4 separate regions of the Mus musculus genome follow, and regions 1, 2 and 3 are each linked to region 4. A link is a contact called in public Hi-C and promoter capture Hi-C data. All regions are on one chromosome and are shown on one strand. The core of a region is the stretch at or near the end of the contact, and the rest is flanking DNA. Distances in the headings are between cores, read along the strand shown. Region 1 holds the start of Arg1 (arginase, liver). Region 2 overlaps Gm36228 (a long non-coding RNA gene). Region 3 holds the start of Enpp3 (ectonucleotide pyrophosphatase/phosphodiesterase 3). Region 4 holds the start of Smlr1 (small leucine-rich protein 1).

The links. Promoter capture Hi-C pulls out the DNA fragments that hold promoters and counts their contacts. A called contact is a pair of places that touch in the nucleus more often than the background predicts.
Region 1: a contact with region 4 is called in a promoter capture Hi-C map of liver, with 6 times the contacts expected there. The contact joins the promoter of Arg1 here to the promoter of Smlr1 in region 4. A contact is called at or near these places in 7 of 39 promoter capture datasets (embryonic stem cells, hippocampal neurons, liver and 3 more), 1 of 484 Hi-C or Micro-C datasets (liver), 1 of 115 datasets of contacts at active chromatin or transcription factors (hepatocytes) and 3 of 9 other capture datasets (adipose tissue, embryonic stem cells and macrophages).
Region 2: a contact with region 4 is called in a Hi-C map of liver, with 2.9 times the contacts expected there. The contact joins the enhancer-like site here to the promoter of Smlr1 in region 4. A contact is called at or near these places in 1 of 39 promoter capture datasets (embryonic stem cells), 3 of 484 Hi-C or Micro-C datasets (all in liver), 1 of 115 datasets of contacts at active chromatin or transcription factors (hepatocytes) and 1 of 9 other capture datasets (adipose tissue).
Region 3: a contact with region 4 is called in a promoter capture Hi-C map of liver, with 7 times the contacts expected there. The contact joins the promoter of Enpp3 here to the promoter of Smlr1 in region 4. A contact is called at or near these places in 3 of 39 promoter capture datasets (liver and pre-B cells), 1 of 115 datasets of contacts at active chromatin or transcription factors (hepatocytes) and 1 of 9 other capture datasets (adipose tissue).

The regions. Positions count from the first base shown.
Region 1 is chr10:24,925,949-24,928,922 of GRCm38.p6, reverse strand. It overlaps Arg1 (arginase, liver), which reads left to right and starts at 1,453. Exons shown (of 8, transcript NM_007482.3): 1 at 1,453-1,611. The coding sequence starts at 1,555. It overlaps Gm40616 (a long non-coding RNA gene), which reads right to left. Exons shown (of 4, transcript XR_001779741.2): 3 at 1,150-1,961.
Region 2 is chr10:24,950,336-24,953,536 of GRCm38.p6, reverse strand. All of the region lies in intron 2 of Gm36228 (a long non-coding RNA gene), which reads left to right. Among named protein-coding and RNA genes, the nearest start is that of Gm36228, 8.0 kb to the left of the region's middle. Within about 2 kb of position 1,701, at least 12 of the 459 cell types and tissues checked have an H3K27ac peak or open chromatin away from gene starts, as enhancers often do. A contact at or near this core is called in hepatocytes and liver, where this site is marked.
Region 3 is chr10:24,834,507-24,837,777 of GRCm38.p6, reverse strand. It overlaps Enpp3 (ectonucleotide pyrophosphatase/phosphodiesterase 3), which reads left to right and starts at 1,583. Exons shown (of 25, transcript NM_134005.2): 1 at 1,583-1,762. The coding sequence starts at 1,685.
Region 4 is chr10:25,534,622-25,537,721 of GRCm38.p6, reverse strand. Smlr1 (small leucine-rich protein 1) reads left to right here and starts at 1,450. Exons shown (of 2, transcript NM_001195596.1): 1 at 1,450-1,761. The coding sequence starts at 1,635. Gm29571 (predicted gene 29571) reads right to left here and starts at 1,336. Exons shown (of 4, transcript NR_136909.1): 1 at 1,053-1,336; 2 at 322-449.

The sequences.
Region 1 (2,974 bases), core at 204-2,703, 610 kb after region 4:
TATAGGAAAATTCTATCTTACATAAATCAATTTTTTAAAAAAATCTATAACCGTATATCAGAAAAACATAGTAAGATGAAAAATATATTTGAAAAGGAGGTATCAAAATGGTCCTGAGGGACTTTGGCTTCTTGATTTATTCATTCAATAAATGCAATACATTTATTCAATCAATAAGTCAATGTTTATTTTGTACTGAACGATTCTATGTACTGATGGTAGAGGGAACAGAATCTTTCTTGAGGTATTAAAATTCTGGGTGCTTTTTGTCCTCACAAGGTTAAAGAAATTTACTTCTGACATGTGGGTTTTCTTTTTAAAATTATAATCATGTAACTTTGTAACTGGGAGAATACTTGGTTGTGTTTCTTCTAAATTAATACTTTTAAAAATATTTCTTTAGTGTTGGGGGTGGCTTTACACAGGGACCGGACCACATCACCCACGTGGAGGTCAGAGATCAACTTGGAGGAGTTGACTCTTTCCTTGCACCAAATGGGTTCTTCGGGTCAAACTCGGGTCATCGGGCTTGGTGTTACCGGCTGGCCTCTCTCATCTGCCCTAGATCTCAGGGGGCCCTGCTGACACTCTGCTGGTGTGTAGATTAGAATCGCGGCAGCTCGGCGGGTGCAGAATGCCCATTGCTCCGTTTCGATTCTTCTGCAACCTGTATGTGACTAGCAACCTCACCAAGCTGCAGTCTCTTCCTGGGCAAAACAGCATAAGAATGATTCTCAGTCTGAAGTTAGTTTAAAGAGGAAACAGGAAGCGAAAGAACATTAACTAGAATAGCACTTGGCACACGACAAAGACAACTCATATTAGCTAGTTTGCTTTCCCTATCTTGGGATATCATGATTCCAAAAATGAGATTTTCCTGGAGACTGTATTTCAAAAATAGAACTGCTTTGGGTTGTCAGGGAAATAAATGATGCCTTCCTGTAAATAATAATAATAATAACAACAACAACAATATAAAACAAAAACCAGCCCCATGCTTTCCTAGACAGTGTAACCTGGTGACACATGAAATGTGTCTCACTTTCCCCAGAACTTGAAGCCTTGACTCAGGATGCTCAACAGGAGGGAAGTAAGAGACACCCCCCCCACCCCCTCACCCCCCCCCCCCACTTGCTGTTTTAGCCTCACCTTGCAAGTCCCCAGTGGACTTAAATCCTGGAAAAGGTGAGCACCCTGCCCTGAGGTGCCCAGGCCGGAAGCCTAGCACTTCACATGAGGTTATGAAATCACACATAATTGTCAATTGTCTGAGGAGAGATTAATGTCATCCAGCTGGCTTTTTCAAAAGGGTGTGAACTGGACGGATGAATAATGCTCAGAGGGAAGAATGGTAGTTCCTCTGATGGGGAGGTTCTGTTGACTCTGTCATTCTTCCATTCGGTGGGCGGAGCCAGTTGTTGGATAAACAGATCCAACCTGATTATAAGGGGGGAAAAAGATGTGCCCTCTGTCTTTTAGGGTTACGGCCGGTGGAGAGGAGCTGGACAGCCCGAGCACATGCAGCAGCAGCAGCCGCTGGAACCCAGAGAGAGCATGAGCTCCAAGCCAAAGTCCTTAGAGATTATCGGAGCGCCTTTCTCAAAAGGACAGGTGAGTTTGGCTTTGAATGACTGGAATTTATTGGGAAGTGTTACATTTTAACACTTGCCAGGCATCGTGGTCTAGCTGCAAGCTGGAAATGTTACATTCTTAACACTTAACAGGCGTTGCCTTGGGGCTACAAGCTTCCCAGCACCATCTGGGCTCCAGGTGCTAGAGCTCAAGTCTCTTCACCACTGTGTGGCATAGTATGCTTGCCGACTTTTGGATCCTGCCAAAGTCCATTTCAAGACAAAGAGTCACTACAAAGCTTGAAGAAAAACCCTCTGGATGTAGATCACCTGTGTCTGGGCTGCAGTTTCTCTCATAGTTACGGTGGCTCTTGGTGCTTTTGATGTTTTCTGAGTATGGAGTGAGAGATTGTAAGAAAACACATTAGTCTGGTTACGTAATTCATGCTTAGAAAAATGTAATGGGTGGTGGTAGGTAGCCTTTAGGCTTGTTTTAATTTGGATAACTTAAATAATAGAGCTTTTGCAAGTTTGCGAAGAATTCATGGTATTTTGAGCTTAATGATTTTGAGTATTAGTTGGGGGGGGGAGATGGGGGGGGAGGTGGGGGGTTTACATCTCTCTTTAAGGAGAACAAATAAAACAATACATCAGGTCTGCACGACTAATGGATCCATAAATCTCTGCCTAGCCCGCCTAAGTGACTCACGCATGTCAGCACTGCCTAAATGCGCTCCTCATTCCCCGTCTGCGTGGATACGCTCAGGCTGCTAATTAGAATGAGATAGCAGGATGCCTTAGGCTCCAACTCTCTGTGTTTAAAAAGGACGGGGGGAATCCAAGCCAAGCAAGGTGGTGTGTGACTCCTGGGTCCTTTTGTTTTACGTGGGGTCTTTCTCTTGGCTTTTAGACTCAGGCAGCCTTTAGCCTTTTAAACTGTGGAACCTAAAGATATAATCTGCCCCCCGCCCCCCCCCACACACACACCCTCTTCACTATACAAATTGTGGAAGGTTGGAGACCCAGACTGTATTTGGTATCAGTAATAGCATTTCACCTTCTATGGAAAAATCTCCACAGAGCTCTCCCAGAACACTAGAATATGGGGGTATTTTGTTGATTCATGATGCCTTTAAAACCACAATATGGCCGGGCGTGGTGGCGCACGCCTTTAATCCTAGCACTCGGGAGGCAGAGGCAGGTGGATCTCTGAGTTCGAGGCCAGCCTGGTCTACAAAGTGAGTTCCAGGATACCCAGGGCTATACAGAGAAACCCTGTCTCGAAAAACCAAAACAAACAAACAAACAAAAAATCACAATATGGGTCTGGATAAGTGGCTCAGTGGTTAAGAGCACTTGCTCCTCTTTGAGAAGACAAGGGTTCAGTTCCCATCCCCCACACC
Region 2 (3,201 bases), core at 452-2,951, 580 kb after region 4:
CATAGTCTCACAAGAGACAGCTATATCTGGGTCCTTTCAGCAAAATCTTGCTAGTGTATGCAATGGTGTCAGCATTTGGAAGCTGATTATGGGATGGATCCCTGCATATGGCAATCACTAGATGGTCCATCCTTTCGTCACAGCTCCAAATTTTGTCTCTGTAACTCCTTCCATGGGTGTTTTGTTCCCATTTCTAAGAAAGGGTAAAGTGTCCACACTTTGGTCTTCGTTCTTCTTGAATTTCATGCGTTTGGCAAGTTGTATCTTATATCTTGGGTATCCTAAGTTTCTGGGCTAATATCCACTTATCAGTGAGTACATATTGTGCGAGTTCCTTTGTGATTGGGTTACTTCACTCAGGATGATACCCTCCAGGTCCAACCATTTGCCTAGGAATTTCATAAATTCATTTTTTTAATAGCTGAGTAGTATTCCATTGTGTAAATGTACCACATTTTCTGTATCCATTCCTCTGTTGAGGGGCATCTGGGTTCTTTCCAGCTTCTGGCTATTATAAACAAGGCTGCTATGAACATAGTGGAGCATGTGTCCTTCTTACTGGTTGGGACATCTTCTGGATATATGCCCAAGCGACCTAAATGTTCTTTTGAAAAGGTAATGACTCGACAATACTATAATTAGCGAGTGAGGATAAGAATGAAACTCCTGACCTTGGTTCCTTTGTAATAAATTAACTATGACCCACCCTTGGTATTTCCTTCACATTTCTTTATCCTCACCCTTCTGCTGAAAAATGATAAAAATACACCAGGGGTTTTGAGTTCCGTAACTTGCTTCGTGCATGAGGATGGCTGCTGAAAACATGAAGGAGCTTTGGCCCTCTGCCCACAGGCCTTAGCCAGGCTCCTCGTGTCTTCCTTGATTGGCTGCCAAGGTGGCCACGCAGTGGACTGCTCTCAAGAGAGGAGCTGTGCAGAAAGGAGTTGTGCTCTTAAAAATGATATTTAAAAGTATAAATCTCCCTCATTTCGGCCTTTAAAGCAAGACCTCTGTGCCCTAAGCTAGATAATTGAGAAATTTGCTTGGCTGGTTTCATAATTAGAAGCTAAAAGCAAATCTCACAGACTAGTGAGGTTGTGAAGCCTGGAGGATGCCATAGGAAGGGGTTTGGGCTTTCCTCTCACTTGTAAAGGAGATGGAGCCAGTGTGCTGGTGGACTGTCCTTTAGACATGTGGGAGGACAGGAGAGACCTTTGTAACCTGTATGCCCAGGGCCAGAGCAGAGAGGATCGTCAAGAGATTAAAGAGAGATGGCAACATCTCCTGATCCACCGTATTTGTCGTGGTTCACTAGGCCCTTCCGGGATGGACAGAGCTTTGTGACACTTCCGCTCTTCGCTATCATCATCATCCCTATAGTGAAAAGTCAGGTCCAAGCCTCACCAGCACTGAAAGTAAGTGTGTGCCCAGTTAGGCTTCTGGAAAGACCAGTCATAACTGCCCAGTCAGCATCAACGCAGAGCAGTGTTGTGGGCAAATCTAGATGCCTTGGGGGAGGCAGAGCACAAGGAACTCCCTGCCCTACGAGAAGGGAATCTGCCACCCATGGCACCTTATACTAGATATTACACAAATGGCTACTCCTGAAGTGTTACGGTCTAACACGTATGCCTCTCGGCTCTGATCCTCTGCGCTCAGCGTCAAAGGTGGAAAAGTCAAACAGCACTAGATGTTCCAAATCTGTTTGCTTTTCTTTCCCAAGAGAATCACCTTGCACTTCCCTGGGCAGTTTCACCGTGTAGGACAGTAAACCATAGCCCGATCCAACAAAGTTCCTGGCAAATGACATTCTAGAACTGAAGTTAATAACCGTTAGGGCCAGCCAGGGTTTCTGACTTCATCTAGTGGGTCAAAGATTCCAGCATGCTTGTTCATGCCTCCTTGTCTTTTCCCACACTCAAGTTCATGACAGACTTGTGATGATTGATGGAGTGCTGAGGCTTATACTACACTCATATAAATGAGCACAGCTTCAGGCCAAGCAGGGACTTTCTGTGTGAATGAGTCTTACTATCTGATCTTGGGAGTGGATATTTTATTAATTGTTCCTTGATGGGGACCTACCCTTCTCTACTGGGGAAAACAGAAGTTGCTGAACACACAATGATTAATATTTTGATATGCTCCCTTCTGTTTTTCCCTACAGTTCTTATACTTTAACATAATTGGAAATATTATCACAATAAGACCCACGTGAGAAGTAGGTGCATTCTATATGCATTATTCATGGTCTCCATCACCCAGGAAGAGCTGGCCTAGTTTCTCTCTTCCATAGGGACAGCTCGGGTTCAGTTTGACTGTTAGCAACTGTGGCAGGTAGTATTTTTCACACACACACAAACCCACACACACACAACCCTGATTTAGTGAGAAGGTAGAATTGTCTCTTGAGAACTGATTGGTAAGAAATGAGCCATCTGTTTGGGAAAGCTGACATTCAAAGATGAATCTCAAAGGAACATGTGATGTGATCAAGTCGAGTCCTTGCACTGCACTTCCTTGTACTACACTTTGCTTGACTTTTAGCCCAGTAGGAAACGGCACCTCTTCTCACTAAAGATCTGGATGAGGATGGGCAGTTACAATGCCAGCCCTATCCAGTGATTCTCCATTTCCACCTGCACCAGAGCCTTTGGGGAAGTTTGGGAAATCACAGAATCAAGTCTTCTTGGGTAGAGAAGAGTCATTGCATAGCAAGACTTTTAAACTGGTACATGAGGCAGTTTGTTACAGGTGGACCACAAGCCCAACTCTGAGAAACGCTGGTGAGTTACAGTCTTAGCGCTCCATTCAGTGAGCATTGCTGAGTGCCAGGACTGAAAAACAGCATCAGCAGTACAGGAGGCAGGAGCACACAGCACTAACATGCAGGACACGGGAGCACACAGCACTAACATGCAGGACACGGGAGCACACAGCACTAACATGCAGGACACAGGAGCACAGTGCTAACAGAGCAATACCAGTTTGTGTTTGTTCAGCACTGAACAGTTTTCACAGTTTCTTCCCATGTTTTATCTCTGTATGAACTATGTGAGAGAGACAAGAGAGGGAATGACATTTCCATTTCCTGTAAAAAGGGGAAGAGGGAGAGAGAGAGAGCAAGCTTAAGTTCCTCCAGTTGCTACATCTGCTAGATGACGAACATGGATTGTTTGGAAGCTCCTGCTGGAAGGAGGG
Region 3 (3,271 bases), core at 334-2,833, 700 kb after region 4:
CTGAGTAGCTGTTAGAGCCTTGGACTTCCATTCATAGCTGCTGCTGACCATTGTTGGGGAGTTGGACTACAGACAAATTCCCTTCCTATATAGAGACTACCCATAAGTTCTGTGATTCTAGAGAACCCTAACAAAATACCATATAATGCAAAAAACAGTGAAAACATAGTATCTTAGTCTATCAATGTGAAGAGACACTATGACCAAGGCAACTTTTATCAGAGAAAACATGTAAGTGTGGACTTAGGTATATTTTTGAAGGTTAGTCTATTATCATCTTGCCTGGGAGCACAGTACTGGAGAAGACAGTACTGGACAGTACTGGAGAAGTAGCTTTGGAGAGTTTTGCATCCTGATCCATAGGTAGGAATATATCTATCCATCCCTCTATCTATCTATCTATCTATCTATCTATCTATCTATCTATCTATCTATCTATCTACCTACCTATCTATCTATTTATTTCTCCATCTATCTACTGAGACTGAGAGAGAGGGGGGTGGGGGAAGAGGGGGAGGAGACAGTGGACTTTTGAAACTTCAAATCCCACCCTCAAGGGACACACTTTTTCCAACAAGACTACACCTCTTAATCCATCTGATTCCTAGAAATAGCGCCACTCTCTGGTGACTAAGCACTCAAATATATAAGCTTATGGGAGCCCTTCCTATCAAACCACCACACATACTATTTTGTCGTTTGCTTTAAAATAATTCTTAAACTGTAGACATTCTAAAATGTAAGATACACTCCTCTCATAATTAAAAAAATCTTTATAGTAGTTTCAGAATTTCTATTATAATCAAACACATTTTATTTTGTTTTAATTACTTAATGTATATTGTGTGTGTGTGTGTATGTTGGGGGCGGGGTGTGTGTGTGTGTATGAGTGCAGGGGGCCTTGGAGGACAGAGGAGGAAATCGGGTCCCCGGAGCTGGAACTGCTGAGCAGCCTGACAGAGGTGCTGAGATCTGAACTTTCTCTGCAGAAGCAAGCAAGAGCTCATGACTGCTGAGCTGTCTCTCCAGTCCTCCAGTCCTTTAATAAATGTACTAGCTTGCAACTGCAGCATGACATCTATATGGATGTACAAACTCCCTGTACAGGGCTTCTTGTCAGCCTTTGGAAGATTGAGATAGGAGGGCTTGGAAAACCACTCTGACTAACATGGTATATGATACTGCCAAACACACAAACAGAAACAAAACCCAGAAAGCAACCGAGCTGGGGTGGAGCTCAGCTGGTATGAAGCCATGGATTCAGTTCCCAGCAATTTGTAAATTGGGGGACACATGATGTAATCCTGGTGCTTAGGAGATAAGAAGTGACACAAGTTCTTTCCACAGACAAAAACAAAACAAATGAGTAGCTTTTTATAAGTGTGATTAATATTCTATTCTTGCTATCTACATATCCCGATTAGTATGCATTATTACTTCTAAAGCTGTAAAGAACTGCTGTCCACAATGTCCGAGAGAGAAATGGACTTTATTCTGTGGGCAACGCTGTTTGTTAACAAGGCTTTTCCCTCTTCAATTGACCAATCGCTACAGAGCTCTGCTTTTCTCCCGGATTTAAAAGTCAGTCACAGCTGGGGCAGGCAGGACAGTTCCTTTTTCCCTCCCCAGAGGGAAGAAAGAGCCTTATTTTCTGGCTAGACAGGTTTACACAGCTACGGGAACAATGGATTCCAGGCTAGCATTAGCCACAGAGGAGCCCATTAAGAAAGACAGTCTCAAGAAATACAAGATCCTTTGTGTGGTAAGCAAAACTGTTCATTTTAGTCTTACAAGCTTGGTGGCAGATTGAAGTGCCTGCCTTCCCACTTAGGCTTGCTTGTGTCGCTATTAAGTCAGAATGTGAAGTAATTGTGTCCAGCATTAGGTTTGTTTGTGTTGCAATTTAGGTTAGAATGCTAAGTTATTGTGTCCAGCATTTCTGACAGAAATCTGAGACCGTGCTGGACTGATTTTGTTTTCCACGTGTTTATAATTAGAGCGCAAGCAATTTTTGACTGGTACGAATACTGTACGAGCAAGAATTTAGCAACTGAAATCACTTGACACATACGTCTTAAGGATCTGTTGATCTTTATCAACATTTCATTCTGTTTATTTACCATGTGGAGATTACTTCTTTTGCTTCCTTCCTCACTTTGCTCTGTTCCCCCCCCCCATATGAATTAAGTGCTCCTTTAGAGACTAATCCACCCCCCTCCCCTGTTTCCTATCTGAATGTCCCTAACAATACATGAATGTTGTTGAGGGTTTTATCTTTTTCTTTCTTTTTTAAAACGTTCTCTCCCCCTGCTTCCTGGATAATCTTGAAACGCTCGTTTCCAAGACATACTTGCTTTTTGACGGACTTATCTTTATCTTCATTGAATGTTACTCAAGACCTCACTCTACATCCTTCTTACCCAGTGATCTTTTCTTTAGGCAATCTGTGTGTTCCCCTGAGATGTTAAATGATACCTTCCCCCAACCCAAGCCACCATCATCTCCGACTTCTTTTTGGATGTCTCCTGCCTGACTACTCACCCAGCACCTCCAGCCAAAACCAAATGCAGTATTTTTTTTCACATCTGGCTGGCTGCAGCTGCTCTCAGATTCCTCGGGCTAACATATGTCAGCTCTCCTTTCTGTTTCCCAAGAAAGGTCAAGCAGTTTGTAGCTATGACCCGTGAGGACAACAAATCCTCAGTAGCTCCTCAGAGTTTATCTTTCCAGGACTTACACAGCCCTCCTTGCGGCTTTCTTGCCCTTACCTTTGTCTTAGTTTGTCACTCAAGGAATCAAACCCCTTGGGAGCTAAATCTGGGTCCTAAATGTATTTTTAGATTGTTCTTTTCTTTTTCTTCCTGAGGCACCTGTGGGCAGGCACACAGGCTCAGGTTTCTTTCCCCAGGACACTTCCTACTCTTTCTCTAGAGACACTGGGTTTCAATGGGGCCTGGGGCTTGTGGATTAGCATAATTATGCTGGCCCTGGAGCCTTGAGGATGCTCCTGGGCCTTCTGCAGCTGTGCAAATGGACAGGCCCCACCCTGATGATCTGGGTCCTTGTGTTTATAATGTAAACACTGAACTGAAGGAGGGTAGCTCTCTGGCCCAAGGATATAGACATTTACTCTTTCTAGCACATTTTCTTCTTCCTTATTTTGGGGTAGGGATTGGGGGTGGTTCCGAGACAGGGTTTCTCTGTGTAGCCCTGGCTGTCCTGGAATTCTATAGACCAGGTTGACCTCGAACTCAGAAATCCACCTGCTTCT
Region 4 (3,100 bases), core at 201-2,700:
CCTTGCCGAGTGGGTGGATACAGAACATCCATCCTAGCAGCTGGCTAACATCAAACCTGTTTGCCTCCAGTTAATGAAGGTTCTCTGAAGATTGACACTTTACAAATCAGCATTCTAGCCCAGCTGAATAAGCACCAAATAACCATCTCAACAGAGAGCATGCACAAACCACAGCAGCAGCAGCCCTCTGTGGAGAGAGGAAGAGAAGGAAATACATTCAATGAATGCAGGCTCAATACTGGTGTTCTAACACTCTCCTTCCAACTTTGTTACTTACTCAGGGATGCCAGGCAAGCCCCCCCCCGGCCCCTTTACCCTTACCAGTTGAATTGTTTAGTGAAGGTGAGAGCCTGTCCGCATGGCCACACACAGTCCCAGGTAGAAGAATGTAGATGGTACTGAAGGCAGTCCTTTAAAGTGGACTCTGTCAGCTTCCCACCAGCAGCAGCCTATGGGGTGGGACAGAGAGGGGACACAAGTCGGAAGTGAAGCCCTGAATGTGGTTACCAATCTCCTGCAAACTTTCCCTCGGTCTTGAGGCTGGAGAGATGGCTCAGTAGTTAAGAACACTGGCTGCTCTTCCAGAGGACCCAGGTTCAATTCCCAGCACCCACATGGCAGCTCACGAGTGCAGGTAACTCCAGTTGCAGGGGTCTGTCTGGCACCCTCAAACAGATATATTGTGCAGTCAAGACACTAATGTACATAAAATAAAAATGAAATTTAAAAAGAAAAAGCCCAAACTTTTCCAAAGTCTCTAAAGATCCTTTGAGTTAGGAAATGAGTCTTTTAGTCAACCTTAGTAGTCTAGTAGCTTTGGAAGTTTTCCCCTAAATTGGTACAAGGCAGCTCACTGGTAGTCAATAGATGATCATGAACCTTGGCATTTGCCAGTTTATTGCCGTCTCTTATCCTGGAAGTCTGGAGTTGTCATAACAGCCTGCATTTTGGGCCAAGGCAAATGAGTAGACAGCGGAGAGGAAAGTGAGCTGCAGCAGTTAGGAAAGGGCAGGGCCCTGCCGTTGTCTGGACCCCCCCCCCCCCCCACTCACCTGCGGCTATCATCTACGTCTCTGCTGCGTATATCTGACTTCCAGACTGAAGGTCAGGCTCTAGTAGAATTAAGTGATTGTCAAATCCATCAATGTGCCCTCCAGAGAGGCACTCAGAGCAGAACCAACCAGGCAGTTTTCACATGTGGCAAGCGTGTTTTTCCTTCTCAGTATCTGTCACATCAACTATGGGCATTACCATGACAATTCCGACATTTTCAGCTCTGAAATGTAGGAAGAGGGGTAAATGTTCTCCCTGGGCCTGGGTTTCTGTGAAAACACATAGAGAGAAGGGCATTTGTTTGAAGTCAGATATTTAACCCCAGCCTACCAGGACCATCCCACTTCCTGTCAGACAAAGACGCATCTCCAGGACAGCTTGGGAGGTTTACTCTTCGGTTCTTCTACAACTGTAGCTGAGTTACAGAGTAACTTGCCAACAGCGCTCCAGTATTCACTCCACTAATAAGCCAGAGCAAAGTCCACAACAGGTTTCATGGAAAAGCATGAGCAAAGGCCAGAACTTCGGGAAAGGACAACCACAGAGCAGAGCCAAGTCGCCTGTCCCGAGCAGTGGGGACCATGAGCTCCGTGCTGGCAATCTTCTTGCAGGAACTCCCCGGCCCTGTCCTGGTCCTGGGGATCTTCCTGCCTGTGACCTTGCTGCTTCTCCTCCTTCTTGCCTACTTCAGGATCAAACTGATGGCAGGTAAGTGTGAGACCCCACGAGGAAGGGTTTGGTTCATCCTTGAAACACACCCAAGCCGGCAGGTGCTCTGGGAAGCTGGGGAGATGTACCTGTTTGATTGACAGATTTCTTCCCCCACCCTCCAGCCCTTTCTTGATGAACGGGGCAAAGTTTGATACTTTCAACTCTGTAAGTTATGAGGTACGTAGGGTTTGTCCACTTGCTATAGGGCGTCCTTCACTGTGGTTCCCCGTAGACAGTCAACTGTGAATCACCGAATTGGACATAGGGTTGCTTGTTTATTTCTCAAGGCATCAGACTCTATGCTGTCCACGGTCTGCCTCCCCCACGTAACAGATGTGTGTGTATATGTCATAGTCCTCACAAGGACTACTGTCAGTCACACGTGCACTGGGCTCCCACTGACACTGAGTGCCGCTGAGAGACTTAAGGGATTTGAATGGCCCAGGTGGGAACTAGTCCATCGTACTACCCCCACATCTTATCTCTGCTGCTTCCTTCTCAAGATAAACCTTCAGAACCTCGAAAATGATTCAAGCGTGAAGTGAGGCATACAGCAGGTCAAGATGGACTCATAGTACACACACACACACAGGTTTTCATGACTCTGCACACATGTATACACCCATGATCATGTACATGTGCGTATGCCTTCTTCAGCCTCTGAACTTCTGCTTAAGAAATGTTCTAAGCATTGTGCTATCGGCGTTTAGCCAACGCAAAACATTGGATCTGGACTGCAGCAGAGATTTTCCATAAGATGGGTAGATTTAAAAAACAAACAAACCAACCAACCGGAAACCACGGGATACATTCAGAAGCTTTAGGTGATCTGCTGTGGGCGTTTTGTTCCTGGACTGAGATTGTTTGCTCTGGAGCCGAGCTGTGTTTTGAGAGGGTGCATGTTCATTTGGTTTTTCAGTAAGTTCTAGATGCCATAAAGGTTAATGCTTATTTTAGGCACGTCACTAAAGTCAACCCGCTTCTTAATTTGGACGGTTTCATATTAAACTACTGAAAAAAACAAGTTTGAAAGCTGGTATGGTTGTACACAGCTGTGATTCTAGCACCCAGGGGGCTGAGACAGGAGACTTGCTTAAATTTGAGTTGAGCCTGGACTATAACATGAGTCTCTGTCTTAAAACGATTGTAAAGTCTCTGCTCAGTCTACAAAAACTCGCCAAGATCAAGCAAAGCATTCCTGTGTGCTCTTAAGTAATTACTAATATCAGGCCCCAGCAGCCGAACAACTAGGGGCGCTCATGTGTACAGTGAGACTTAGAACACAGGGAACCCCGAGATGGCAGACTGCATTACAAAATGCTGCTTCCCTTCAGGG